2 separate regions of the Mus musculus genome follow, and region 2 is linked to region 1. Evidence: chromatin contacts called from public Hi-C data. All regions are on one chromosome and are shown on one strand. Each heading gives the region's core, a stretch centred on a gene start, on an enhancer-like site or on the middle of the called end of the contact. The rest is flanking DNA. Distances are from core to core; before and after follow the strand shown. Region 1 overlaps Dennd1a (DENN/MADD domain containing 1A). Region 2 overlaps Dennd1a (DENN/MADD domain containing 1A).

Evidence for each region. A called contact is a pair of places that touch in the nucleus more often than the background predicts.
Region 2: a Hi-C map of liver shows a contact between it and region 1, with 1.9 times the contacts expected there. The contact joins two enhancer-like sites. A contact is called at or near these places in 2 of 39 promoter capture datasets (both in liver), 1 of 15 datasets of contacts at CTCF or cohesin (CD8 T cells), 3 of 484 Hi-C or Micro-C datasets (all in liver), 2 of 115 datasets of contacts at active chromatin or transcription factors (embryonic forebrain and embryonic stem cells) and 1 of 9 other capture datasets (embryonic trunk).

The regions. Positions count from the first base shown.
Region 1 is chr2:38,086,805-38,093,990 of GRCm38.p6, reverse strand. The region is part of intron 5 of Dennd1a (DENN/MADD domain containing 1A); the gene reads left to right. Among named protein-coding and RNA genes, the nearest start is that of Dennd1a, 200 kb to the left of the region's middle. Within about 2 kb of position 5,415, at least 3 of the 459 cell types and tissues checked have an H3K27ac peak or open chromatin away from gene starts, as enhancers often do. A contact at or near this core is called in liver, where this site is marked.
Region 2 is chr2:38,141,075-38,147,436 of GRCm38.p6, reverse strand. The region is part of intron 3 of Dennd1a (DENN/MADD domain containing 1A); the gene reads left to right. Among named protein-coding and RNA genes, the nearest start is that of Dennd1a, 140 kb to the left of the region's middle. Within about 2 kb of position 3,151, at least 39 of the 459 cell types and tissues checked have an H3K27ac peak or open chromatin away from gene starts, as enhancers often do. A contact at or near this core is called in liver, where this site is marked.

The sequences.
Region 1 (7,186 bases), core at 4,166-6,665:
GTTTGTTACCTGCTCTGTTCAGGCATTGATGTGGATGAGTGATGAAAGAATGACTGAACGGAGGAATAATTGAAAGGGAGCTGTGCTTTCTTTCTGTCTTTCTGACCAAGACAGTTTTTATGTGTAAGCTTTAGAATTTCCAACCAGTGTGATACACTGCTAGCCCCGGTGTTGAAGCTGTAGAGCCACTTCTTACAGAAACTTTTTTACTCTTATTTCTCTTGCTAATCCATAAAGTATACATTTTGAGCAAAATTTATTTTTTAATTCATTGAAAATTCAATGAAATCTTTTATAAGAAAATATTTGCTTCTGACTTTTTTGTGTGTGAAGGAACCATGCAGTCTATGTGCAGTGTAGTGTCCTCCCATCACCCATTCTTAGATAGCTACATTCATCCCCAGAGTGGGAAAGTGTCTGAAACTGCCACTTTTCTCATGCCAGAGCTCTTCCGCTCTCTTGTAAGTAGGGCCAACTCTGAAAGTGTTACTCCCCCATGCCACAGACTGGTGATAGACAGGGTGGCCTGGAGGGAACCATCTGCATACCTTCTCAGTGTCCTCTGCTGCTCAGGCTGGCGTCTATGATCAAGGCCAGCTTCAATGCAGGAGGACACTTGCCCCAGCCTACTAGAATGACTTGGAGTGACCTGCAGAATGTCGAGGTACTGCTTGCCACCAGTTATCCTTCATTCTAAAATGCTCCTGTATTGCTTCTCCTTAAATTGATCACTTTCAGGACACCTGCAGAGCAAGATGCATTTAATTTTACACATTAATTTTTAAGTCTTACTAAACTTCTGAATGGCTGTGTTGTGTACCACTGTGTGGGTTATGCAGTACTAGTCCTGTGATCAAATGAAAAGGTACCTTGGCAAAGGCTGGCAGGTGTAGAGCCACAGCTGTTGAGCTCTGCTTTCCATGAACTGGGTGAGCCTCCATGAACTCTTCATCTGCCTAAACACAACTGCCCCTTGATAATAAAGTTATCCACAATCACTCTCTCCAATGTTAGAATTAAATACAGCATGTAGTGACTAGTGGGGTAGTGTGCTTGCATAGTCTAGGTTTTTTTTTTTTTAATCTTACTTTATCTCTTCATTTCAAAATGTCTTTAAATGCAGTTTAAAATGACCCACTGAGGAGTTTATGTTAGGGACCGATGAAAAGCCTGCAGTCACACTCTTCCCTCCATAGTCGCCATGGAGAGATGGAAATGCTGTTCTGAGCTGACCTGAACCAGTGGTCCTGGGCTCTAATCTCTTGATTCCCAGATGACAGCAGATGTCTCTTTAGTGATTCCAGGTGTTCAGAACAGAGTACAATCTCTTATCTGACACAGCCACAGCGACTCCTTAGAGTTCTTTCATATTACCTCTTTATAACATTTGAAGGATCAGGATTTCTTGACAGCTGCTGGAATGCTAACTCCCCACTTAAAGGGACTCTGCTTCAAGTCCTCAGGTGATCTGTGGACTTTCATGCTGTACTGTTTGATTCATGCCCACATACCAAATAGTTTTAATATGTTCTCTTTTTTCATTAAACAGATTTTGTCATGTCCAAGAGACTTCCTGCTGGCAGCAGCTCTAACTCTTTCTTGCCATGCAGGCATTGCCTGCCCCTTGTTAACTCTGCATATGTCCCTTCAGAATATCCCCACTGACTTCTTCTTGGTATCAAGATAGAGGCAGCTTTCCCTGCCTCCTTCAGAAAGCAGCACTTCTTTCATAATTTCTGGAGTGGTGTGCCCATTTTTGCTTTGAGGGGATTTCTTATTGGTCAGACCTGAGCTTCACTGTTATAATAGGAGCTGAAGTATTTAGCTAGACCTTTCTGCCAAATTAAATGTTAGAAATGTTGAAGGCAGAGTAGGATAGTTACAAAAACGAACTGATGAATAATCTCAACTCTGCATTTCAATATCCTTTTGATTTGGGGCTAATAAGTTAGTCATCTGACTTTTCTTACAGCATGCTGCATTTAATTTTGTTCTGTTAAATCCTTTTCTAAACCCAGTTTAAAAAATGCAACATTACCTCTGTTACATAGAAGTCAGGGGAGATACACATCTGTGTATATACATATCTAGTGTATGGTGCAAGTAGGTATCATCATGGATGCAGTACTAGTTAATAGTTATGATTTTCTTACCTTGTATCAGCCTCCATTCTTAATTTTAAAACTCTAAAAATATTTACTGAGTGTGTATACATGGGGGAGGGGCATGGGTATACAACACTGTACGTGTAGAAGCCTGTACAATTTAAAGGAGTTGGTTCTCACCTTTTATCATGTGGAATCCAAGGATGGAACTCAAATTAGTAGCTTAGCAGTAACCTCTTTTGCCCATTGATCCATCTTGCCAGGCTTCAGGAGCCATTCTAAATGCTCCAAATACACTTAGCTTTTTTAAGCTCACCACAAGTCTGTGACGTCGGGACAGTTATATCTCTAGCTTGTAAATGGATGAACATAAGCACAGAGGGATTAATTTACAAAAGAATGAAACTAGAATAAGGATGCTAATGGTCTGGCCCACAGTGTTTGGGTTTCTGATTATATTTAACACTTCATGATTATATTGTTTAAAAGTTGAGGCCATGTCTGTCTGATGGTTTCCATTTTCTTAATGAGTAAGTGTTAGAATACTGAGTTGGAAAGAAAGTGTATGGAGACCAGAAGTTTGAATAGACAGAAGATTTAAAATACTTATGGAGAGTAGCAAAAAAGAAGGGCTGGGTGGCATTGAAACCTTAGTTGATATGGTAAACAGTAGTCGAGGAATTTTTAGAAATATATCTCTGTGGAGTTTCCCCCCAGCCGTGTGCAACAGTCTAAAGGCAGGCACAGAGAAGGTGAATAGTTAGAGCTTTTTACAGTCAGCCATGCTCATGCATGAAAGGAAGAGAAACCTGGGCCTTTAGTCTTGGTGTGAGTCATAGGACTAGCTGGGAAGCAGGAGTGAATCAAGGGCTAAGGACAGGTGGAGTAGGAGTAGGAGTTATAAGATGAACCACACATTTGGCTCAGAGTTCAAGAGTCTTAAGCAGTGGTTTCAGAGGCAAAGCAGACTTGGTAATGGCGGTCAAGTGTAGACTAAAGGATGAGGTGGAAGAGATACAGTAAACAGGTAGGTTGCTGACATACATGAAAGGCCAGGTGTTAGTCTTTGCCCCTCTTCAGTATGCATGAAGTATTTCTGCTTTGCACCACATAGTATTTCCTAGTAGTAGTGGAGTTGGAAGACATTGCTGAGTTTGTATGTGAAAATGTATATATATTTAATTTTAATTGGCAGAATGATATGTATTTGTGATATAATGTGTAATATTCTGATAAATTATAAATTATGTTATAAAATTGTCAAGTAATTTGACTTGTGAATATTAATACATATTTGTCGATTCCTTGTGTGTAAACATTCTCAAATTCATACTCAGAGGGAGAGAGAGTTTCTTCCAAGATATTTTAGTTTGATTTATATGTAGTACAGGTTGCCCTCACCACTACATACAAATGACTAGAACTTGTTAAAAACTCAAACCAAGTTAGTATGATGCTGAAGTTTTTTTCAGTGAGCCTTCATTAGCTGACTCAAGAGTACAGCTGCGCTTGGATTTTCTTTTCTTGGCTGGAAAGTGACTAGAAAAGATTCCCTAGAGATAGTTTTGTTGAACTCAACCTCACATTTTGGCATGCAGGCTCTGACAGTGATTTCCCAATTAATTGATTGCTTCCTAAAGCTGAACAGAAAGCTTTTAAAATTCTTATTATATAGTGCCTTGTTAGATATCTGGTTGATGGTATAAAAGTACAGACTGGGATAAACAAAAATCTCTCATACCAAAATACCCTGTTTTTTTTTTTTAAAGAATTGTTTCTTTTATGTATATGCATACAGCTCTCTTCAGACACACCAGAAAGGATATCAGACCCCATTACAGATGGTTGTGAGCCACCATGTGGTTTCTGGGACTTGAACTCAGGACCTCTGGAAGAGCAGTCAGTGCCAGTGTTCTTAACCACTGAGCCATCTCCCCAGCCCCCCGCCCCCAAAACCCTGTTGCTGTCTTTTCCTACTTTTGTATATTGTGATATGTGCTTTTTAAACTTGGAACTGGAGACATGACTCAGTGGCTAAGAGCACTTGGTGCTCTTGCTGGGGACCTGGGTTTGGTTCCCAGCACCAACACAGTGGCTCACAATTGTCAATAACTCAAGCTCCACAGAAATTAACACGTTCTTCTGGCCACTGTGGGTCCAGGTATGCATGTGGTAGTATGTAGACATACATGAAAGCAAATTACTCATCCACATGAATAAAATAAGTGAAGAGAAATAACAAATGGCAGAGCCTGCGTATCACTGACATCGTTGAATGACGATGTTGGCAGTGCTTTGGCAGCCTTGGTGTACTGAGATTTGTGTGGCGGGATGAAAAGAGAATTAACTAGGAAGTCAGAAAGTTCATATTCTGATATTAGACCCACCAAACAGTTGCTAAAATTTTCTAAACCTTTCTAAGTGTCAGTTTTGTTTTTTTTTTAATCAATAGTGGCAATCCTTAATTTATATCCTGACTAGTTTAGGCAAATGTCTGGCACAAGTGATTACTGAAAAAAAAAGGTAAATTTTGTCTTTTTAATACCTCCACCGTATCCACCCCCCGTTGTTCCAGTACATTTTTAGATCATTTGCTCTGAGGGAAGTATTCGTTTTCCATGTTTCCTAGAAACTCTAAGTGTCAGTTCACCATACATTTTCCAATTTTCATGAGTGTGCATAGCTTTTGGGAGATAACACTTCAGGTCATAGAGTTGTATTTGCCAGAATTGAGGTTATGACTAGGTGTTGTTGAGGAGCAGGTATGCATATATCTTATGCATGAATTTACACATAAGATTTAAAACGTTTTAATTCTAGACAAAGGTATTTGCAGAAATTAAACAGGGACATGGGGAAGTGGAGATGGGAATGTGTGAAGAGTACGAGTAGGAGCCTTTGGCTCTCTGAGGTCAATTTCAGAATATAATGAAGCTGACTCAATGGCAGCTATGTGCAGAGACTCAAGGAATTTAAGGCTAGGAATTTGTGATGAAAATGGATCCCAGTGAGAGTTAGTCCTTGATCTTTATGAGAATCACACCTGAAGGGCATGAGAGTGGAACACATACCTTCTTCTTGGAGACTGGGACATTGGTGCTCAGACAGGGCAAGAGGAAAGTTGGAAAGAGAAGTCCTGTAAGCTGAGTTGGCTTCACGTAGAGGAGCTACTGAGCTGGCAGGAGACCTGTGTGCTCAGTTAAGCTTCTTCCTTCAAAGGGTTGCAGAAAGGCTAGCATTGCCACTCTCAGACACAGAACAGTTTGACCCCTTAGTCCTGCTGGGCTGTGGCATGGCAGCTTTTTCTATGTTGACCAGCTGGCTAAAGGTCAGTGCCACAGAACAGTAGGCAGCTTACTGACAGCCAACAGGGGCTGAGACTGGGCTAGTTGTCCTGGCACTTTAAGTTAATTTCAAGTTATATGTTTATTCCAGGGTCATTTATTTTCTGTGACATACTTGAAAGCAAACTGCCTGAGCCAGTGGCATCATGAAAAAACTTAGATGGTCATTTATTAACAATCCAGTTATTGAGTTAAAAGCCAGAACCTAGTTAAAAGTACAGCCCCATGGCCATTGAAAGTTCTTAAAGAGAAGACAACTGAAGGCGTCAGGAATTTTACTTCCCTCTGGTTTAAATTTCTTGTTCTAAATTATATAATAAGTATTTGTTCCTTACTCACCCAACTTCCTCTTGCCCAACTGAAAAGGTGCTACAAAGGAACAGAAGAAAGTCACGGATAACCCTACCATCTGGATGCAACTATGAGGCAGATCCTTGTTTTTTCACATGCTCACATTTTATACATGGTTGTTTAAAATTTATTTTTCAAGTCATGAATGTGTTTAGGCTCTGAAATAAGTACACAGCATACCAAAATATGAGAAACATTATTCATATTTTTCCTACACCAGAATTTAGATTTTAAGCACATCAACATTTTTTGTAAATAACTATAATAATATACATATTTAATTAAACAAATAATGGTAAATGCAAGTCTCCTTTAACCACTCCTTATCTCCAATCCTCCATCCATAAGACAACTGCATGATCTGAGTGTGGCTGGCGCATGTATGGGTATGTACACATGCTTGTACATGTGTGCAAATAGATATGGAGCCAAAGGCATGACATCGTGTATTTTCTTAGATTGGTCTGTTCCTTCTTTTTGAGACAGGGTCTTTCAGTGAACCCAGAACCAATCATTTCAGCTAGATTCCTTAAGCCAGTGGGCTCCAGGGATCTACTTGTCTTTGTGTATACAACTTCCCCAGTGCTGGGATTCACGTTGTACCTGTTTGTTTGTTTGTTTGTTTGTTTTTTTAACAGATTCTGGGAATCCAAACCCTTGTCTTCTTGGTTTTAAGGCAGGCATTCACTCACCAAATAATCTCTCCAGCCCCAGAAAAGAACTTTCATAAGTAAATAATTATAACATGTATTGCTTGATGCATATGTGAGAATCTAACTTATTTGTAAAGAAAGTTATAAAATGAATACTCAAAATCTGTTTATTTCTCAGCCTTTCTCGTCCATTTAATGGCAACACCATTAATGGTGTTAAAACCTTAAAGCTGCCCTAGACTTCTCTACTCTGCTCACACACTCTGGTTCCCACTCCACAGCCTCACTGTATACTTTCTACCTCCAGCATTAAGCTACTGATCCAAAACAACACCATTTGCTTTCTTTGTTGTTTTTTGCTTCTTTGTTTATTTGATACAGGGTTTCTCTGTGTATCCCTCGCTGTCCAGACACAGAGATCTGCCTATCTCTGCCTACTGAGTGCTAGTATTAAAGGTTTGTGGCACCACTGCCTGGCAATACCATTTCCTTATGGTGAGGTAGTGTTGTTAGTATTCCTATTCTAGTTTTAACCACTGTCCTGGTGGGCTTTAACTGTTAGCTTGACACATTATCTAGAGAGAGAATCTCAACTGAAGAATTCCCTAGATCATGGGGATTGTCTTGGTTATTAATTGATATATGAGGGCCCAGCCCACTGTAGGTGTCAACATTCCCTTGGCAAGTGGTCCCAAACTGTATAAGAAAGCTAGCTGAGTATAAGTCTGCCTGC
Region 2 (6,362 bases), core at 1,902-4,401, 56 kb before region 1:
AATAACCTGTTCAGCAACATGCTTAAGTGATACACTTAGGAAAATATTGCCATTTCTTTCTAAGATGGTCTTAAAGTAGATCTGACCTGATTTTAGGGGCTGCTTTACTCTCTGCCATATTTTCAAACACTTTTAAAGGTTTCGGGGACCTTAAGGTGTTTCTTCATAAGTTATCTTGAAATCCAACAGCCATGGTGAGTGTTTGAATCTTAGTCACACAAATAGATCATCTACCCCCAGAAAGAATCAGTGGTACTCCAAGAACCTTTCTTGTTCAGATGGAATGGGTCAGAGTTGTATAGGTGGTAAGCCTGGATCTTTGACATGTTGAAATTGGGCCTAGAACTGGGGAGGCTTTCCAGAACAGAGGACTGAGCCTACTAATTTACCTGTGGAAGCTACAGCGTAGGTAGAGGAGGCTGCAAAGAGGGAAGAAAGTGAAAGTCCCAGGAAATGGATTAAATGGAAAAGGGTTTGAGAGGGGTCCAAGAAGTAGGCTGTCCACTTTCTTCATCTAACAGAACATTGGACAAGTAATGGAATAGGACAGAGTAGTGAGTGGGGCATTAGGAAAACAGTTCCCCTCCTCTAATGCTGCTTCAGAAGTAATTACAAACAGAATGAATCTCAAGTGGAAAGACGGTGACAAATTCATAGACTGTGGAATTGTTGGCTTAGAAAAGCCATGGACCTCACTTGGGGATTGTGAAGGAAAGGAGGAAATGCTTTTATGATAGGTCCAGCCACAAAACATTTGTGAATGCTAGGTGTTGAAAAAGAATCTTACAGTTTTGTTGTATATTTTAAGAAGTTTTCTGATTTAAAGGCCTTTAGTAGACATTTGGCCACTTAGCAACTGTCACATGTGATTGCCGGTTCACCATGGAACCAGTATGGTTAACAATGTCCTTTTACCTCCTAGGAAAGTGCTTCTCAGCTTTTCTAATGCTGTGACCCTGTAATACAATTCTCATGTTGTGGTAACTAACTGTTCACTATAAAATGAATTCATTGCTATTTCATAACTATAATTTTGTTACTGTTTGACTCATTATGTATATCTGATATGCAGGATATGTGACCCCTGTGAAAGGATTATTTGATCCCCAAAGAGGTCATGACCCACAGGTTAATAATCATTGTCTTAGGGTTTCTAGAGTTTGGGATACTGCTGAGTCTTTGTAATATTAGTTCTCATTATCTCTCTCTCTCCTGTTTTCTTTTTTCACCCTCCTCCTCCTCTTGTTCTTCTTTTTCCTCTTTCTCCTCATTCGCCTCTTCAGTTTTGTATGGCTGGCATTTTACTCAGGTTTGCTCACTGTAGTCAGCTGGTCAGATTCTGACTAGAAACCTGGCACTAGTGTTTTCAGTAATACTTTTTTTAAAAAAAAATGTGTATGTTGGAGTGATTAGGTGGGTAGGTGTGTTGGCAGTGGTGTTTTGAGACAGTGCCTCACTGTGTAGCTTAGTTTTGTTTTGTTTTGTTTTGTTTTGTTTTTTCTCAAGTTTGCGATCCTTGTGCCTCGGCTTCCTGAGTACTAGGGTTGCAAGTGTGTACTACCACGCCTGGCTGTGGGAATGTGCTGGTGCTGCTTTTTTTTTTTTTTTAATGTCACTTTCAAATTACGTTATTGTTTTCCTTTTGACCCTTTTTAGTAGTTTTAAAAGTAGACTATGTGCTAGAAAGTGTAACTGATCCCAAGCCCTGGGATATTTGCTGCAGGCTTTTAGAGAAAAAGTGGTATGTTCTTAAACAGATCTTTATGTTGTAAGTTATCCAAGAAATGAAGCCCATGACAATGAGCTTTAGAATAGCTTCAGTACTTAGGGCTTCTCTTTGAAATAGTGACCTAAGCTGCTGACTCCTGAGAATACATGATGATGAGTGAAAGATTTGATTGAAAGCTGCCTTGTGTGAGTTGACATTGTAAGGGAAAAGGACTTACAAACATTATGGGTCACAGAAAAAAATCTAGAAAATGTTCTAGAAAAGCCTTTGCTGGTCGCAAGCAGCCACAGGTAATTGCTAGTTTGTGTGTGTTGAAACTAAAGTAAATTAAACATATATATGAGGTTGAATTATTTTCTTATATTTTGCTAGCCTTTTGAAGAGATTAAAAAAGTGTAAAATATTGAATGCTAGATTTTAGGAAACCTCTTACATAGTTTTCTTATTTTGCTAGTGTTTCATATCACCTGCCTTCTGTCTCAGTAACAGAATGCCATCAGTGTGTTCTGACTGTAAGTTTCCTCAGTCCTAACTCCTCCTCCTGTCCTCCTTTCATTATAAGATTGGAGAAATATTAGTTGTGAAATAGAGATGGCTGTGCAGTGGAACCCTGTTTAATCATTCCTAAATAATACTCTTTCCAAAGCAGGTCTAATATTTACACTTTGATTCCTGTTTTCTGCTTGCAGTGTTTGTTGATGGTATCTTTCTAACATTCCCTGGCACTGGATAAATAAAGACTGCTATTTCCTTTTCAACATTTTCAGCTATTATCCTCATGTAAGAGCTAATAAGTGGAGGTTAGGTGAATACTAAACCATGATCCTGTCTATCAGAATAAGCTAGGAGCCTTGATTAACATGCCTTGTTAACTGATAGGTTCAGTTCCATACTGGTAGTGCTAGAATAATTTGTATAAACCAAGCAGTACAGATTCCTTATTTTAGCACTAAGACTTACAAAGGCTTCTTTTAGCAGCCTTTAATTTTGTACTTATGTATGTGACATAGCCTGTGGCTGTGATAGCTACTGTGAATCTGCAGTTGTTTGGGGATGAAAGGAGGAGGCAGCTGGAAACTCGGTAGCTACATCTAGCTGTCTACCTAGAGAAGGCCTTGATTTCAAGTTTATCCAAACAAGCTCGACTAATCCCAACTATCTAGGGGGATCCACTGTCAAAACAAGCAGCGTGGCCCTGAGGCAAACACAGCCATACAGAAATGAAGGCTGGGGCTTCCAATACTCTGATGACTGCATACTGGAGGCTTTTTTCCCCCCTGAAAGAGGGTAAGAGAGGTAGAATTTGCATAATGCCTTTTCATTGGAAACTTTTGGAAAGCTGACAGACCCCCAGCTTATAGATCTGTAGCCACAATACAGAGTCTATAGGAGAATCCTTGAATGACCTAACCATATTGAAAGGAAATATAAAAGCGTCCAAGTATAGCCAAGTGAGAGAGGAAAAGAGGCCGATGCATTGTCTAACATCTGCTGCACTTCTCGTTAGTTTTGTTCTTTGCTATTCTATGTGGACTTTGGAGAAGCCTAAGACAGCCTAACATGAATCCTATAATCTTCCTTCTGAATATTTATGTAGCGTGCCAGCTTCTAAGCTGTCCTTTGCGTTTTTCTACTTCCCCCTCATTTTCATGCTCTCAAATGAGGCCAACATTTCAAAAGCTAAATAAATGTTTGTGAATGTTTATAAAAGATTTGCATAAATTTGTCCTTGTCTGACAAAGATCACTTTTTTCTTATGCCAGTTCTGAAAAAAAAAAAAATTTTTTTTTAAAGGTTTTGGTGCTTGTCTTGACAACAAAGTCCCACATCCCAGAACAATGATTGCTGATTAAGTGGGTATGCAATTGTGGCTGAATAGGCTTTCAAGATACTGGGTTAAAAGACCCATCATCTGAAGGCTGAATTATAGAATTTAGAAAATGTTATCAGAGGTACACATTTAAATAGATTTTTATGGTACCATATCATTAGATAAGACAAAGAGTTCTTATGAGTTAAAAGAAAAGTATAACCGCCTATGGTTTAAGAAATTGTCCTGTATAAATTTTAATAATTAGAATGTTTCATTAACTTGGAATATCACCTCTCTTATGTTTGAACATGTTTAAAAATAATCTTTAGACCTTGAAGCATTTTTTTTTTTGGAGGCTGTAAATCTCCCAGCGGTATATGTGAATATGGGTACTGGGGTGGTGATCAGAGGGAGTTTAGTAGGCAGTCTTTTATGACATCTGAATGTTCAATCATACCTTGAGAAAATACAAACTCTATGAAATATGTGTCAGCGTTTAATTATAGGACATCCACACACACAGCACCCAGACACTTGTGCCACCAGTGTGTTTTCTGAACTCATTTATCTTTTAAAATTAGAATAGGTTTTGAGGGGTGGCAGGGGAAGTTGTGGGGAGAGGCGCTAATTTAGTTCCAAGGTATTGGAAGATTGGCAGCAGAGAGAGGTAACAGGCAGCTCTGTTCATCTCTTGGTTGTATTGGTGTAGAGGTTTAAGTTGTCATTAAGGCACAAACTAGAGCCACTTCTCTGACACAGTTTTTATCACATCTGCTAGGCTTGTGTCCCAAGAGGAGACGTGGGGAGCAGTGAATTCAGCATGGGCCCATTATCGACTGCTTTTTCGTGTGTTGTAAAAGGAGTGAGACCTCAGGGAGGCTTGGAGCCTCCTCCCGTGTAATGTCCAAGTCAGATTTGAAGGACTGGTGGCAGGAAAGCTTTGGCCTTGGGGTGTGAATTCTAAGAAATAGAGGCACAATTAAGTTTAAAAAATTCAAGGACTTTGAGCTTGATAATGAAAGATTTTTTTTTCTAGACTAATGTGAGCAGAAAAGATGCCCATCTGTGCACATTTTTGTGTGCATTTAAAATATTTAAAAGCTGACAGCTTTTAATATGCTTACAAAATAGTATTTTATCAGTGCTCTTTTTCCTTCATTTCTCTCTCTCTCTCTCTCTCTCTCTCTCTCTCTCTCTCTCTCTCTCTCTCTCTCTCTCTCTCTCTCTCTCTTTCTCTCTCTCTCTCTTTCTTCCTTTCTCTAAATAGTATTTTCCTGAGGGCAAATAACTTCTTGGGGGAAATTGTGTTTGTAGTTTTACTGCATCTACCCTGTTGCTTTGGTATTTGCTGACTTGAGACCTTTTCCCTTTCCTTTTAGAATTGTTGGTAACACACTTGCTCAGATAACAGGAATATAAATGATTAAGGAAACGATCAAGCTAAAACAGTTTAGAAGGGTAAAGTGAAGTCTATTTCTGTACCACTGATGTCACAAAATGTGAATTGTATGAAATGGTAACCAAATCATTTGTTTACTTTGGAACTGTTTGACACCAGCCCTAAAAATTGTATTGGCATTTGGCACAGGCCTCTCTGGTTTTTAACTCTTTGCTGTGGAGTTTAAAGTTGGTTAGATAAACTTTTGAAATCGAGGATGCTCTTTAACACTGTGACCACAGAATAACTGTCTGCAGGGGTTAGTTGGATGAAAGGAAAGATGTTAAACTAAATTTGTTTTTTTAAAAAACATGGATTTTTTTTTTTTACTTTGAACTTGAGGTCATACACTATTGTGCAAACGTGGATCTTTAAAAGTCTTTGATAGTGTATGTAAAAAGTTAACATATGTTTAGAATATTAGGAAGGTCATTCTCTGGTAGAGTACTCACTTGAAATGCCAAGGCTATGGGCTTGGTCCCAGCATGAATTTAAAAAAAAGATTATATGAAAGAAATTGCATGATACACTTATAGGTTATGATGAATTTACTTGATTCTAATGTTATCTTTACATTACCACATTGATTCTAATGTTAGGTATAATTCAAAATTACATGTATTGCTAAAAACTAAAATTTATAAAAAGTAAGCTGGGAGTAAATATTGAATATTCCTAAAAGAGAACATTAGCACAGCGCATTTGAGCAGTGTTGCTAAAAACTGACCTGGCTTTCATGTTCATGTTGAAAGACCATTCTGTGAAACCCCTTATTCAAAGCCTCTTTTTCTCACTGGGAGATGAAAAATAAGAGATTTTAACCATGGTATGGATCTTGAATTTAATTTGATGCTTCTATTGAAAAATAAAATTTTATTTACTGATTTTACAGTTAGGAAACTTGTGATTAACATCCTTGAACTTTATGCTAATTAAGCTTCCAGGAGCCTCTGCTTTACTGTTCTTAATCATAAACACTAAAAACCTTTGTTAGCTTTTCCTTGGAGTCCCTGGCCTTAGCTTGAAATGGCCTAAAGTACAAATCCTGTTAGCTTTTTGTATGTTTGGATCATGTGTGCTCTGTAACTTTCAGCTTGGGTTTTTCCCGTGCCGTCAGTGATGCTGCTCTTGCTTGGAGGAGTGGGAAGGTCGGCTTTTCCTCACGCGTCTAAAAACCAATCTGAACACAGTATGCTAGGAATTTGAGCTTCTCTTTTCCTCATGTACCTATGATTTTGAAATTAACAAACAAATTAAATATAAAGCTGAGGAAATGTTCTCCCACTGGCTGCCTTCCTTTTTATCCTCTCTCCCCCAAGGTAAATGGTCAGCTGCTCTGTAAGCTTTTAGGATGCCCTGAAAGGCTAATTGTAGTTTTATAT